Linked DNA regions of Sus scrofa: regions 1, 3 and 4 are each linked to region 2. Evidence: chromatin contacts called from public HiChIP or PLAC-seq and promoter capture Hi-C data. All regions are on one chromosome and are shown on one strand. Each heading gives the region's core, a stretch centred on a gene start, on an enhancer-like site or on the middle of the called end of the contact. The rest is flanking DNA. Distances are from core to core; before and after follow the strand shown.

Evidence for each region. Promoter capture Hi-C pulls out the DNA fragments that hold promoters and counts their contacts. HiChIP or PLAC-seq counts read pairs in DNA pulled down with a chosen protein or histone mark.
Region 1: a contact with region 2 is called in an H3K27ac HiChIP or PLAC-seq map of alveolar macrophages. The contact joins the promoter of SLC6A9 here to the promoter of ELOVL1 in region 2. A contact is called at or near these places in 1 of 5 promoter capture datasets (fetal liver) and 1 of 2 datasets of contacts at active chromatin or transcription factors (alveolar macrophages).
Region 3: a contact with region 2 is called in a promoter capture Hi-C map of fetal liver, with 4 times the contacts expected there. The contact joins the promoter of SLC2A1 here to the promoter of ELOVL1 in region 2. A contact is called at or near these places in 1 of 5 promoter capture datasets (fetal liver), 1 of 47 Hi-C or Micro-C datasets (heart right ventricle) and 1 of 2 datasets of contacts at active chromatin or transcription factors (skeletal muscle).
Region 4: a contact with region 2 is called in a promoter capture Hi-C map of fetal liver, with 5 times the contacts expected there. The contact joins the promoter of SVBP here to the promoter of ELOVL1 in region 2. A contact is called at or near these places in 1 of 5 promoter capture datasets (fetal liver) and 1 of 2 datasets of contacts at active chromatin or transcription factors (alveolar macrophages).

What each region holds. Positions count from the first base shown.
Region 1 is chr6:167,265,342-167,268,548 of Sscrofa11.1, reverse strand. SLC6A9 (sodium- and chloride-dependent glycine transporter 1) reads right to left here and starts at 1,356. Exons shown (of 15, transcript XM_021096817.1): 1 at 311-1,356; 2 at 137-221.
Region 2 is chr6:167,882,297-167,885,602 of Sscrofa11.1, reverse strand. ELOVL1 (ELOVL fatty acid elongase 1) reads right to left here and starts at 1,629. Exons shown (of 7, transcript NM_001167647.2): 1 at 1,569-1,629; 2 at 1,199-1,389; 3 at 944-1,024; 4 at 783-839; 5 at 587-692; 6 at 356-492; 7 at 1-199. The coding sequence starts at 1,614.
Region 3 is chr6:168,534,115-168,537,274 of Sscrofa11.1, reverse strand. It overlaps SLC2A1 (solute carrier family 2, facilitated glucose transporter member 1), which reads right to left and starts at 1,877. Exons shown (of 10, transcript XM_021096908.1): 1 at 1,604-1,877. The coding sequence starts at 1,621.
Region 4 is chr6:168,627,293-168,630,460 of Sscrofa11.1, reverse strand. It overlaps SVBP (small vasohibin-binding protein), which reads right to left and starts at 1,452. Exons shown (of 3, transcript XM_021096913.1): 1 at 1,380-1,452; 2 at 455-625. The coding sequence starts at 568. All of the region lies in intron 1 of ERMAP (erythroid membrane-associated protein), which reads left to right.

The DNA of each region.
Region 1 (3,207 bases), core at 107-2,606, 620 kb after region 2:
GGCCTGGGTCCTACTCCTTGGGACGCGAGGCCTGGGGGTCCTTTCTCCACTGACCCTCCCCTAAATTGGTTTGGTCAGCTCTATGCTGGCCATATTGTTACAGGGGCTGCAGATACCAACCTGGACCCCCACTTACCTCCCCAGGGAGACAGACCTGGGTTCCAGTTCCAGCTAAAGCAGAGACTTTGGCAGAGGGAGCTTTGCGGAGCCTGTTTCCTGTCCTGTAAAATGCACAAAACATATTGCTCCAGGCTGCCTTTGGGCAGCAATACTTGGCGGTTGGTGGAAAGGAGCTCCCATATTTGCTTACCTTAAGAGCCACCAGCTTTCAAGAAGAAGGGGCCTTTCGTACTGGCTGTCAGGGAACCACTGTTGCCCCCCGGCAGAGTGCCCTCTGCTCAGGGAGGGCACCAACCTGGAGAGATGGTCTCTTCTCTGCACCCTGATTCTAGCCTCACTGTCATCTGGCCAGGAAACCAGTTTTATTTGTTCCCTGGGGATAGTCAGCCTCTAAGAAGCTGATTCACACATGCGAAACTCCCACAAGATCAATTGAAGAGTGAGATTCCACGTTATTAATTTACTGTCAGAGGCACTGGGCAGTATAACAGGTGTCAGGCACAGACACTTCTTGCCAAGGCAGTTCTCAGGCTACACATGCCGTCCATTGCACAAGGCATCCCCCCCGGGCTCTGCCAACTCGGAACTTATAACCTGTTCACATTAGGGATGTAATCAGATCTGGGGAGGTCTGGAGACATTATTCTCATCAGCAAGATTATTTTCATTGTTACTTTGTTCCCAAACCTGGCAGGTATAGCATGTTTGTGATTTTTATTCTCCTGTGAACGAGTTGCAGGTGTCTTGTGTGCGCGCACTCGCCGCTCCCTGAGCAGGCTGTGGAGCCTGTGCCCCCTGCCCCCGTGGATTTGTGTAGGTGGATCTGTGTTTGTGGAGGAGTGACAGTGGGCACTGCAGCAGCTCTGTGTAGTGGTATGTATGGGTGTGCGTGCCTGGCTCTGGGTGGGGGCCGGCACGGGTGATCCAAGCCCCACCCCACCGCATAGGACGTAAATTTAATTGCTGGTCTCTCCCTCCTTCCCTCCCTCCCCCTGGGGCTTGTCAAAAAGGGCTGCCACACGGGGAAGGCGGGAGGGAGGCTGTTGAAAGAGTCCCCAGGTAGTGGAATGGGGTGAGGAAGAGGCTGAGACGATGGCAAATGGCCAACTTTCCTCCAGTAGACTGGGGGTGGGCTGGGGGCTGCGAAGAGGGCACTGAAGATCAGTGAAGCTTCTGGGACTGCCATGGCCAGGGACAGTGGGGCGTCCCCCCTCACGCTTCGGACTCCATATGAAGGGAGACAGACAGACTGCCAGATGCTCACTGCCAGTCTCCCAGAGACTGTCAAGACCTGTGGCTGGGGGTCGGGGGGAGGTGGGGGTGGAAGAAGAGGGGGGGGTGCTCAGAATTCAGTCCCCTGAGCCTCTATTCGGGAGAAAGAGTTTGGGGATTAATCTGGGGACAGGGAGGCAGCCTCACGCTTTAACCCATGCGGTGGGTAAAAGAGATTTTTCCCTGGGGTGTCTGGGCAAGTTGGAGACGTTGCCCGCGTGGGTTGTGCCAGGCAGCTGATGTAACACAAAGCATGTTTGCGTTCATCTGGAGAGATTTACAGATGTGTGTATGTTACCCACCTTGATCTAGAAAGGGCTTCAGGCAGCCACACAGTGAGTTGAGTCCCTGGGAGAAGCTTATGTGAAAAGGTTCTGGTTTGAAAAGCCGTCTCCACGAGGCAGGGACTAAAGTAGCCGTTTTTTTCCAACCAGAAGGAGGCCCCAAGGGAGGTAGGTTTGGGCCTAGCCCAGGTCAGAGCTGGGATGGCCTCCATCCCCAGCTGTGAGCTCCCGGCCCTGGGCAGCTGGCCCACGGGGTGGGAAGGGCACCGGCAGCCTGGACCACTGTGGGGAGAGGAGGGGCATTGGGCCAGAGGACCGAGAGGAGGACTGATGGGGTCAGACATCTTCGCTGGCTGGTGAGCTTCTTCCTGGGGCAGGGCAGCAAGAGGAGGGGCAGCTCGGTGGCTGGGCCCCACCCACTGCGGGCCAGGGCGTGTCTCAGGAGCTCCAGTTGCAGCGCTATTTCCTGGGAGGGCTGGGCCCGGGGTCAGATCCCCTAATGCTGACTGGTTTCACTTGTCATCATCAGCCTGCAAGATCAAGGCCTCTGCTGGGCCCCGGGGGAGTATGCTTAGGTGTAAGTCTGGTGGGATAGGATAAGACCAGACTCGCGCCGCTTCTGGAAGGCACTGTGGCAGCTGGCAGCGCTGGGCACCTTGGTGGAGGAGTGCTGAGGGGCCCTGCGGAGATGGTGGGGGAGGCTGGATGTGGCTTTGAGTTGCAGCCTGGCCTGACAGGGCGTGGAGCCCCAGCCTCAGCAGCTGGGCTCTGCTCTCAGATTCTTCCTCCCTTGAACTTGTAGTGGTCAGTGCCTGGCACCTTCCCCGCCCTGTCACAATGCAAGGGAGTGGGATAGATCGGTTCCAGACCCAAGAGCTGTCTCTGGGGCACCACGTGCCCTTCAGGCCATCCTGTTGTGCTTTCTTTGGCCCTGGTCCACGGGGACAGCATGAGCCAATTATGGGAATCGGAGCAGGGTCCAGACTGGATCCCAGCAGCTACAGGTAAAATTAGGCACACAGCTCAGAAACACTGACTTTGGCCCTGCCTGGGGTGCAGCCCTGATTTCCAGAGCATTTCAATGTTCCGATTCTTACATATCTTGGAAATCCCAAAGTCCAGAATTCCCATTGCCAGAGCCCCCAACCCTGCCGAGAACCTGAAATCCAGAGTTCTCCGCACCCAGAGCCCCCGTGTCCACCACCCAGGGGGCCTAGTGCCCAGGGGGCCTGACAACTTGACCACCTGATGTCCCTAACGTCCAGCTCACAGGGGGCCCATGTCCCACTTCACCGGAAAGGAAGCTGGAGCGGCGGGAGCGGTGGCGACCCGGTCGCTTCAGGGCAGGCATTATCTGCGGAGTGGCCCTCGAGGAAGCTGGGACGGGGTGGTGCTGGAAGCGGAGGCGATTACTTCCTCGATGGATGCTCCGTCGGCCTCCAGCCCCGCCCCCCAGTCACGTGACCCCATGTAAGTGAATGTCCATTTACTCACCCCGTCTGAGTGTGCATCCACCCTGTGCTGGGAATTG
Region 2 (3,306 bases), core at 380-2,879:
TCCCTGGAGCTCCATTCTGCGGAAGGACGCGGGGCAGCCGCTTGCCCTTGGTGTACGCCTGATACCAGAAGTTGGAGAAGAGCGCGAAGAAGACCGTGCCGTACACCCAGATGAGGTGGATGATGACCGGGAACTGGTAGTCGCAGGCCGGCACGAAGTAGTACTGGGAGACGTGCAGGGACACCAGCACGAACTGGACCTAAGACAAGGCCAGCGTCAGGGGCACCGCGAGAGGACCGCAGGCCGGGGGCAGAGAGACAGGCTGCCGGGGGGAGGGCCGGGTCGCAGGCGAGGTCGGTCGGACAGACCGGGCGAGCTGCGGGGGGTGGTCACGGCTCGGGCCCGGGCCGCTTACCAGCTGGATGGCTGTCATGTGCTTTTTCCACCAAAGGTAGGGCTGGGCCACAGGGCCCAGGGCGGACAACCCGTAGTACAGGTACATGACGACGTGCACAGAGGAGTTTATCATGGCGTGGAAAGAGCCCATTCCTCCTGCACGCGGACAGTGAACGGGGTCAGGAGAGTGGGGCCTCGGGTCCCCAGTGCGGGTCCCTCCTCCCCTCCCGCAGGGGCCTTCGCCGCTCACCTGGGGCAATTTTGACGCCCCACCACCAGCTCCAGGGGAGCACCGAGTGGTGGAAGACGTGGAGGAAGGTCACCTGTCCGTCCTTTTTCCGGAGAATAAAGATCACCTGAGAGAAGAGTGGGAGAGGAGTTTCAGAGCCAGGGGTGCCTCACGCCTTTCTCCCCGAGAAGTTCTCGAATCTCATGTGACGACTCACTGTGTCCATCAGCTCAATGAACTTGGAGAAGAGGAAGAGCCAGGCCACTCGAACCATCTGCAAGAAGTCAGAGCAGCCTTAGGACTCCCAAGAGCACGCAGAATACCCGAACTGCTCCTATCCCTAGGCTACTTAGGACCTGGCCTCCGGCCCCTACTTACCCTCAGGGCCTCCGGGCTGTTGGAAAAGTCCACTGGATCGCAGCGCCAGGTGTAGGTACTCAGCCAGCCTGACATCAGGAACTACAAAGGGACGTGGGTTAGACTGCCAGGCTTCCCGCCCCCTCCCCCCATTCTCTAGACAGAGCAATGCATCTGAAGCTCTCGGCAAAGGAGAGGCCACGCTCCGGCTCCGGCCTCCGGCCCGCCCCTTCTCCTGCCAGCAAGAATTAAAGCCTAGGCATCCCAGGGGCCCACCTCATAGACGATGTAGAGGGAAAGTGCCACCAGTGAGAAGTTGTAGACAACCATGAAGCCTCGGAGCTGGAAGGGCTTCCGATTGGCCATGAGGCGAGGCCCAAGTGAGAGAACGAAGTACACGTAGCTTAGGAGGATGGAGGTCATTAGCAGGGGGGACCCCATCAGAGGGTAGTTCTGGATCCGAGGATCTGTGAATAAGGGTCAGAGGAGTCAGGAAAGGTCACAGGGTCCCGAGAGTCCCCCACACCAGGTGTGCAGACATGAGGTCAGGTCACAAAGGAAGGGTCCGGGCTCTCCATTAGGAGACGGCTCTAGACCCAGGGGCCTCAGGGTGGGAAGGAGGCCGCGCCGGGGGCCAGCATCTCACCTGCGTGCTTCATCATCTCCTGGTACAAGTTCACCACAGCCTCCATCCCGGCTAAGGGTTCTGGCGAGGTATGGAGGGATGGGTGTCAGACGGGGCCGACTGCCTTCCTCCCCGCCCCCTAGCTTCACCCCTGACCCACAGACAGGACAGGGCCAGATGGGCAACAGCACCACCTCACTGCAGAAAGGATGGGGCAGTGAGAGGAAGCAATTGCTGAGGACGGGCTAGGAGGGGCCCTTCGGCGGGGCATCTGCTTCCCACACATCCTGCCTGCTGGGAAGGGCTGTCCCACCCTTCCTCTCCTCTCCTCACTCTGCTCCTCTCCAGGGATCTTCACTTCCTGATGCCCCTGCTGCCCCGCTTCTTCCGCAAGAGGACGCTCCACTTCTGGTCTCCTTCCAGAGAATCTCAGCTCTCACCAGCAGGAACTCCTCTCCCTGCCTCGCCAAAGCCTCTCAGTCTCCAGCTCTGGGGCTTCCTTCTCTCCAGGGATCCCCCCACTTCAACCTCTCCAGCCCCATTTCAGGATGCTCCGCTCCCAGACGGTCCCTCCTCTCTCCTCGGGGACCCTCAGCTCCTGGTCCCCGCTGGCCTTTCCTCCTCTCCCCAGCTGGGCACCGGCCCCGCCAAGGCTCTCCTCGGCCCGGCAGGGCTCTCACCTCCAGCCTCTCCTCTGGTCCCGGCGCTCTCCTGTCACTCTCCTCTCGGGGAGCCTGGCTCTTTGAGACTCCTGCCCTGGCGGCTCCACCTGTCTGACTAGATCTGGCACAGCCCCGCCTCTGCCCGCCCGCCCCGCTGAACTGCGCATGGGGTGGAGGGTGGGTCCAGGCCACAGGTCAGCGCCTGGAGGACCCACCAGGATTGAGAAAGCCATGTGATGCCTGAGTCCCACCATCCACCCATGCTGCACCCACGCTGGACCAGTCAGAAAAGCTAAGGTTCTAGGTTTTGAGCCAGGAACCCCCCACCCCCGAGACTCCATCCCCAACCCGAGCCTTGGCCCAAGGAGAACTGCTGAAAACCCACGCCCAGCATCCTCTCCTCAACTAGCCATGAATTCTCAGTTTGTCCTACCTCAGAATGGGTACGATTGATCCATCGCCCTTCTCTCCCAGGGAGGGGCAGAGAGGCCAGTGGCACGTGAGGGGGTGGGAGTGGGGAAGTCTCAGGAATCCTCCCCTCCCTCAGGGAGGGGTCCCGATGGGCTAGGCCCCCTCCCCCTCAGAGCCAGAAGGAATGTCGGAGGAGGGCTCACAGGGACACAAAAGCCTGGGCCCAGACCCGAGGAGAGCTTGGGACTCAGAGACAGTCCCTAAGGGACCAGGCGTCCCTGAACAGCTAGCATGGAGGATGCTCCCATCAGCCAGGCTCCCCCTGCCCAGAGAACCACCTGTGCAGGTGCAACGCCGCAGAGGCCTCACACGTGCCCCCTCACACACACGTCTCGCAGATGCCCCCCGCTCACCTCCACGCCGACCCACAACTGCCCCACCGCAGTCAGGCCCCACGTCCTCCCATACGCCGCCCCTCCCCATCATAGCTCTCCCCGGCCCGGCCCGAGAATCCGCTGCCCGTGGCCATAGCAAACATGTGCCCACCCGGAGCCCGCCTCCTGCCTGCAGCAAGTGCCCTCCTCTGAGAGGCCACCCTGGACTTTGACGTGCACGGTTTCTGACACCCAGGTCTGCTCCCGACTGTGTTCATGCTGACAAACACACCCAAACACAACATGCTCCTT
Region 3 (3,160 bases), core at 628-3,127, 650 kb before region 2:
CACCCAGGTCCTGCAACACATGCTGGACAGACAGTTCTTACCCTTACAGTGAAACTGAAGCCCAGAGAGGTTAAGTGGCCTGCCAGAGCCCTGACCTAGCACAGCAAGTATCTAAACTTAAGTTCTCACCACTAGCTAAAATAGCTTCTCGTTTTATTTTTGTTTTTCTATCCTAGCATAATGGCTCACCTATGACTGTCAGGAGGCGTGTTCTGGGCTCAGGGTCTTCTTTGAGGCCCAAGGGCGAGGGTGGGGTGAAGCAGGTTGGATTCATCAGACATAAAGGAGCCTTTTTGCACAGAGGGTACAGCCTAGCGTCACTGACACGCACCTCTCTGCCCAGCCGAGCCCGGGCTCAGTTCCGTCGGACACCTCCACTGCCCAAAGGAAGGGCGGTGCGGAGGTAAGCGGTCCCCCGGCACGCAGGGTGTAAAAAGCGAGTCATCTTGTGTCACCTCTGCCGAGCTTCAGAGGAAAATGTGACTTAAAAATACTCGGTAGAAGGGGGAAGAAGGGAGGGAGGAAACAATGCCTACACTTGAGGTGGGGCCCAAGAAATATTTGCCGGAAAGGAACCGTTCTGGGGAAGCCTCAAAGATCCCCTGTAGGACAGGCCAGTTTACGGATGAAAAGAAGAGAGGAGGGAGGGAGGAGGGAGAGGTCGTACCCAGGCAGTGCTTTGCTCCCGGAGGAGGAGTCCTCTTTTTTGTATTCGGAGTCCCCGGCCCCGCGACTCCCCCCCACGCGCCGTCCTCCCACTCCCCTCAGCCCGGGGCCCCTTCCCGACCCTCGGCCCCCTGGGATCGCGGCGGCTGCGCCCGGGGCGCTCTCTCCGCCCCGCCCTCACCAGCCCTGCCCGAGCCGGGAAAGCTGCCACCTCGCAGCACCCCGGGACCTGGCCAAAGCTCTGGGGCCTGCGATACGCGGAAAGAAGGGCCTCGGAGGCGGGGTTTTCGCCTCAGCCCTGGAGCCGGGAACCCTGGGGCTGGGGCCCGGGCCTTAAGAGAGCGCCCTACGCCTCGGAGCCCCGGAGGGCTGGCGTGCGGACGGCGCGAGGCCGCGGAAAGCTCGCGACACCAGGCCTCGCGCCCAGCGTGGCGCCGGGCAATCGCGAGCAGAGGTTCGGAGCCCGCCGAGCGGGGGCGGGCCCCGCCTCCTCGGCTCACCCGGGCCGGGGCCGGGCCGGGGGCTCGGCCGGCTCAGCCAATGGGCGCCGCGCTCGGGCCCCCTCCCCCGCCCCGGGAGGAGTCTGCGCGGGACCGCCGCTGGGGAGATCGTGAGCGACGTGCCGCGCCCGCGCCCCGACGTGCTCGCCGGGACCGCGCCGCGTCCCTGGAAGGAAGACAGTGACTTAGTGCGGACGCCAATTACGCACGCGGCGCCCTCGCGCCAGCCAGATTCCCGAACCCATCCCCGCCCGCGTCCCCAGCCCCGGCAGGGTCCAGCGCTCCAGGCCGGCGCCGATCGAGGCTTAGGGAGGCGCGCCGCCAGCCCAGGGCGCACCGCGCTGCCGGGCCACGGGGGAGGTCCAGGCCCGCGGAGGGGGCGGCGGGGGTCCGCGCCTTTGTTCCGGGCGGGGAGGGCCCGCGGGCGCGCTTCTCACCTTGCTGCTGGGCTCCATGGCCGCGCTGCGCCGGAGGCTCGGGCAGCGCCGGGTGCGCGGGCGGCGACGGGCTGGCGAGCGGGCTGCGCTCTGCGGCTCAGGCTTCTGCTCCGGTCCTGAGACTCCGACCACGACCCTGACTCCGACTCCGGTCGCTGGGCCTCCCGCTCGCTAGCGAGCCAGCTCCTGGGACCAGCGGCCCGCGATCTGAATGCTCGCCCGGGTTACCTCTGAGCGCCGGGACAGTCGCGTTTATAGGACCCCAGCCATTGGTTGGCGCGGCTGGTGCGCGGGGGGCGGAGGGGTGGGCAGGGTCTGGGGCGGGGCCTGGGGCACGTCCGGGGCGGGGCTCCGCGGGGAGGGGGCCCGGGCCCCGGCCCCGGGAAGGGGGCGGGGGGCTCGGCGCGGAGACCTTGCTCCGGCTGCGGGTCTCCCTGGGTCTCTGGGTCCCGGCGGCTCGCTGGCTGTGTGACCCTCAGCAAGTGTGCGCACCTCTCTGAGCCTCAGCGGCCTCCAGCAAAATGGAGGCGCTGCTACCGGCTGTGAGACAAAGTAGGAGCGGCCCAGGGTCGCGCTTAGGAGCGAGTCCTCACTTCGCCACCGGATAGCTTCGCGAAACCAGCGGTAGCGCTAGTACCACCTCATAGGTTTGTTATGAAGATTAAGTGAGTTAATATTTGTGGAGTGTTCAGAACAGCGTCTGTTACGTGGTCAGTGGTGTTTCAGTATGTCATAGGCTACGGGAGGTCTCGCTCCGCGGTCTCCTCCCTTTCCCTCTCCACCCCCACATTCCCGTTTGTAAGCGAAGCCTTGCTGTAGCACAGGCTGGGCCCCCTGCCTGGAAATCCGTACCCGCCTCTTCTCTGGACTTTATCATCACCTCCTCTGTGAAGCCTTCTCGGCCCCTGACAGTACCTGTGCCTCTGTGGTGACAGGTGAGTGTGGAAAATGTGAAGAACAATCACACAGGAGACCTTGGGTTTGAACCAGCTTCGCTGTAGACCAGCCCTGGGTGATCTAAGAAGCAGGCTGGCCCACGAGGCCCAGCTTTCTCCTGGCTAAACCAGAAGGATCACCCTGCCAACTTCATCTGCTCTCTGCAGAGCTCCAGTGTCCACAGACGCCCAGGCTGGCCGGCAGGAAGTCCCCCTCTCGTGGTAGTGGTGACAGTTCACCTTATTCCATCTGATGACCGCACCTCACTTCTTCTTGTAGAATTGTGTCTTATTTGAGACACAGTGAAAAGAAAGACACCCCGTCCAAAGGTCTGGACAAAATCCGAAGTTTAGGCTGGGGGTCCTGTTGGCTGTGGAGGGGGCCAGAAAGGGGTTACTTTCTGTGGGGAAGGCGGAGCCCAGCTGGCCACGTGACCCCTGGAGTCCTTTGTCTGGGCTGTGGGTCCTGTGCTGGCCTAGGGGGCAGCCTGGCTGGGCAAGGAGCCCTGGAAGGGAAGGCAGGCCCCCTCCCGGCACACCCTGCCTGCGACTCCAGAGTCTATGCTCTCTCTGCTGCTCGGCCTGAAAAGCTTGGGGCCGCCCCTCCTCTTCCCGAAGCCCC
Region 4 (3,168 bases), core at 203-2,702, 750 kb before region 2:
CAAAGATAAAATATTCATGGAAACAGTCAAGTTGCTGTGTGAGTGCAGCCTGAACAAAGGAACAGAATGGGGAGAGCAGAGCTTGGGCGTCTGCTGCTTCATTTTCGGCAGCTACTCTCCAGACCAAATCCAGGCCGTCTGTCCTACGGTGTCTGACGCTTTCGGTCTCTCACTCCCTTGCGAGACCCTCCCTTACAGGTCCCTTCTCGTTCCCCTTTCCTCCTTCCTCAGGTTCTCACCGCAAAAGCTCTGCTTCGTCTGGAGACTACCTGGCCGAGGTACTGACCCTTGGCGTGTGACTCTGGGCTGCCCCCCACCGTCTGGACCTCAGTGATCTCCTTTGGGAAACCTGGGAAGACACCTGTTCTGCCTGGAGGCAGGCAGGGCTCCCGTCACAGACCTCTCTCCATTCCAGCATCCCCTCCCGCAGACTGCAGGTGCGCCTTTCTCTCACCTCTGCTCTCTGTCTTTGCTTCAGCTCCTGCTGGGCTGATTTCTGCTTGGCCTTCTCAACTCTGCTAACGGGCTCTTTAACTTTGGACTTTTCTTTACGTGCAGGCGGATCCATGACTTGGCTTCGCAATACTTCTTAGCTCTCACCTGGATGGTGCAGAAGGAGGCCGATCTAAAAATACCCCCCCCAAACAAAACAAAACAAAACCCTCTAAAAAACAAAACAACGACAGCCAGAAAGAACGAACGAACTGCCCATTAGTTAACTTACTGCTGGCTTAACTAATGCCCTACCTCAGCCCCTTCTTTTGGCAGGGGCGGCAGAGGGAACCCAGGGGAGAAGGGCCACCGCACTGGAGGAGTTACGACGGGAGCTCCACGGCCACCATCTCGCTGGGCGTCCCTAGGCAAATCTCCTCCCCACTCTGAGCCTTGATTTTCTGTCTGCAAAATGGAGCAAGTCCATTGCCTGGCCCCTTCCAAGAGCTGCTCCCAAGAGTGAGGACCGAATTAGAAGGGCCCCGAGAACCGGTTCACACGCTCGCGCCCTGCATCCCGCGTGGGGCTGCCAGGATGGGGACGCCTCCGCGGCCCAGAGGGATGGGCCAGCCCAGGTCTCCAAGCGGGGCCGCGAGGAGGCCCATCCCCGCGCGGTCGCCGGCTCTCCGGCCAGAGCCGCCCCACCGCTGCCCTCCCAGACGGGCACCGCCCGCTCTGCCCGCCGGGCCCGCCCTCTGCCGCCGCCCCGCCCGGGCCCAAGCCCGGCCCCAGGGGAGCTCTCCCTCCTGCCGCCGCCCTGGCGGGGTGCAAAATGGCGGCGGGGGCGGGCGGCGCTCGGGGATCTGCGCCTCCCTCCCCGGCCTCGGGACGCGGGCCCCGCCGCGCCGCGCGCAAGGCCCCACGCGGGAACCCTCGCCTTCCGCTACCTTGGGGCCTGGAGTCCGAGCGGGCCGCGCCTCTGACGGGGCGGGGCCGCGGCCGGGCGGGGGCGGGGCCGGGGGCGGGGCCGGGGCGGGGCGCGGGCCGGCCTGGCGAGGCCCCGCCCCAGGAAGGCTGCGCGTGCGCAGAGAGCGTGCTGGGCTTCCCGCTGGGGCGCGCGGCGGGGGTTGGAGCTGGGGCGGGAGCAGGAAAACCTTTTCCCGGGAGTGTTTCCTGGGACAGCCGCTAGTCTTTGAAGGGTGACGTCTGCGTCCTGGGACTGGAATTGTGACTCTCTGGGGCTGAGTTTTCAGTTCGAAGAGTAGCCTTGGTGACTGCCGCCTTCTTGATTCGGAAGCTCGTTGGGAGCATGGTGAGGTCCTGTTCGCTTTGCAAAAGGGGCTTGCGGCAGAAGTACAGATGGCCAGTGTAAACAGAGAGAAACGTTCAGGTCCACCGAAAATCGGTAACTTTGCAACTGCAGTTCTACAACTACAGTAATTTTAGCTGGTTTTTACCTTCCCCTTATTAGATTATTTAGGACTGGAGGAAATGTACTTTGACAGCAGAAGTCTGGTTCAGTCTAGAAATAATAACAACAGCAATAACTACCTCTCTCCTGGGATTCGATTCCAGGCACTGTTCTTAGAGCTTCACATTAACTCATGTACTCCTCAAATAAATATGTATAATAATATACTATGGGAGTTGCCTTTGTGTTCAGCAGGGTAAGAACCCTGAGGTGTGGGTCCCATCCGTGGCCTTGTTCGGTGGGTTAAGGATCCTGCGTTGCTGTAGCTTGCGGTGTAGTTTGCAGATGTGGCTTGGATCTGGCGTTGCTGTGTCTGTGGCATAGGCTGGCAGCTGCAGCTCTGGTTTGACCCCTAGCCCCAGAACTTCCATATGCTGTAGATGTGACCCTAAACAGAAAAAAAAAAAAATACTCTTATTATCCCCATTTTACAAATAAGGAAACAGAGGCCCAGAGATGTTAAGTGACTTGTCTAAGATCACACAGCTAGTAAGTCCCTAGCAAGTGTTTCAGTCAGTATTTAGTGTAGGACAATGGCCTATCCAAAAGAAAACATTTTCAAGACCACTCCTTTTCTTCCACTAAGGACTTGAAACCAAGGATGGATTCTAAGCAACGCTGAAGGTGTAGCCCAGATGAACTCTCACACACTTTCAGCCAAAGTGTAAATGATCACAGCCTTTTTGGGAGTCAGTTTAGCACTGCATATCACAAGCCTTGAAAATAAGCACAACCCCACAAAAAGACAAATACTGCATGAATCCATTTCTATGAGATATCTAAAGCAGTCAAACTCTTAGAAAGTAGATTGGTGATTGCCAGGGGTTGTGGGAAGGGGAAAAGGGAGTTGTTCAATGGATATAGAGTTTTAGTTCTGCAAAACAAAAAACATATGGAGATCAGTTGCACAACAATGTACATACAGTGGATACCACTGTACTGCACACTTAAAAATAAGACAGTAAACCTACCCAAGAGGGTAAAGGACTTGTACTTGGAAACCTGTAAGATACCAAAAGAAAGAAACTGACGACACAGGCAGGTAGAAAGATGTGTTCACGAACTGGAAGAATCAATGTTAAAATGATGCTACTACCAAAGGCAATCTACAGATTCAGTGCAAACCCTGTTGCAATACTAACGGCATTTTTCATAGAACTGGAACAGATAACTTTAAAATTTGTATGGAAAAAAAAAGAGCCTGAATGGCCAAAACAATATGGAGAAAGCAGAAGAGACCTGGAGGAAATGTGCTCCCTAACTTT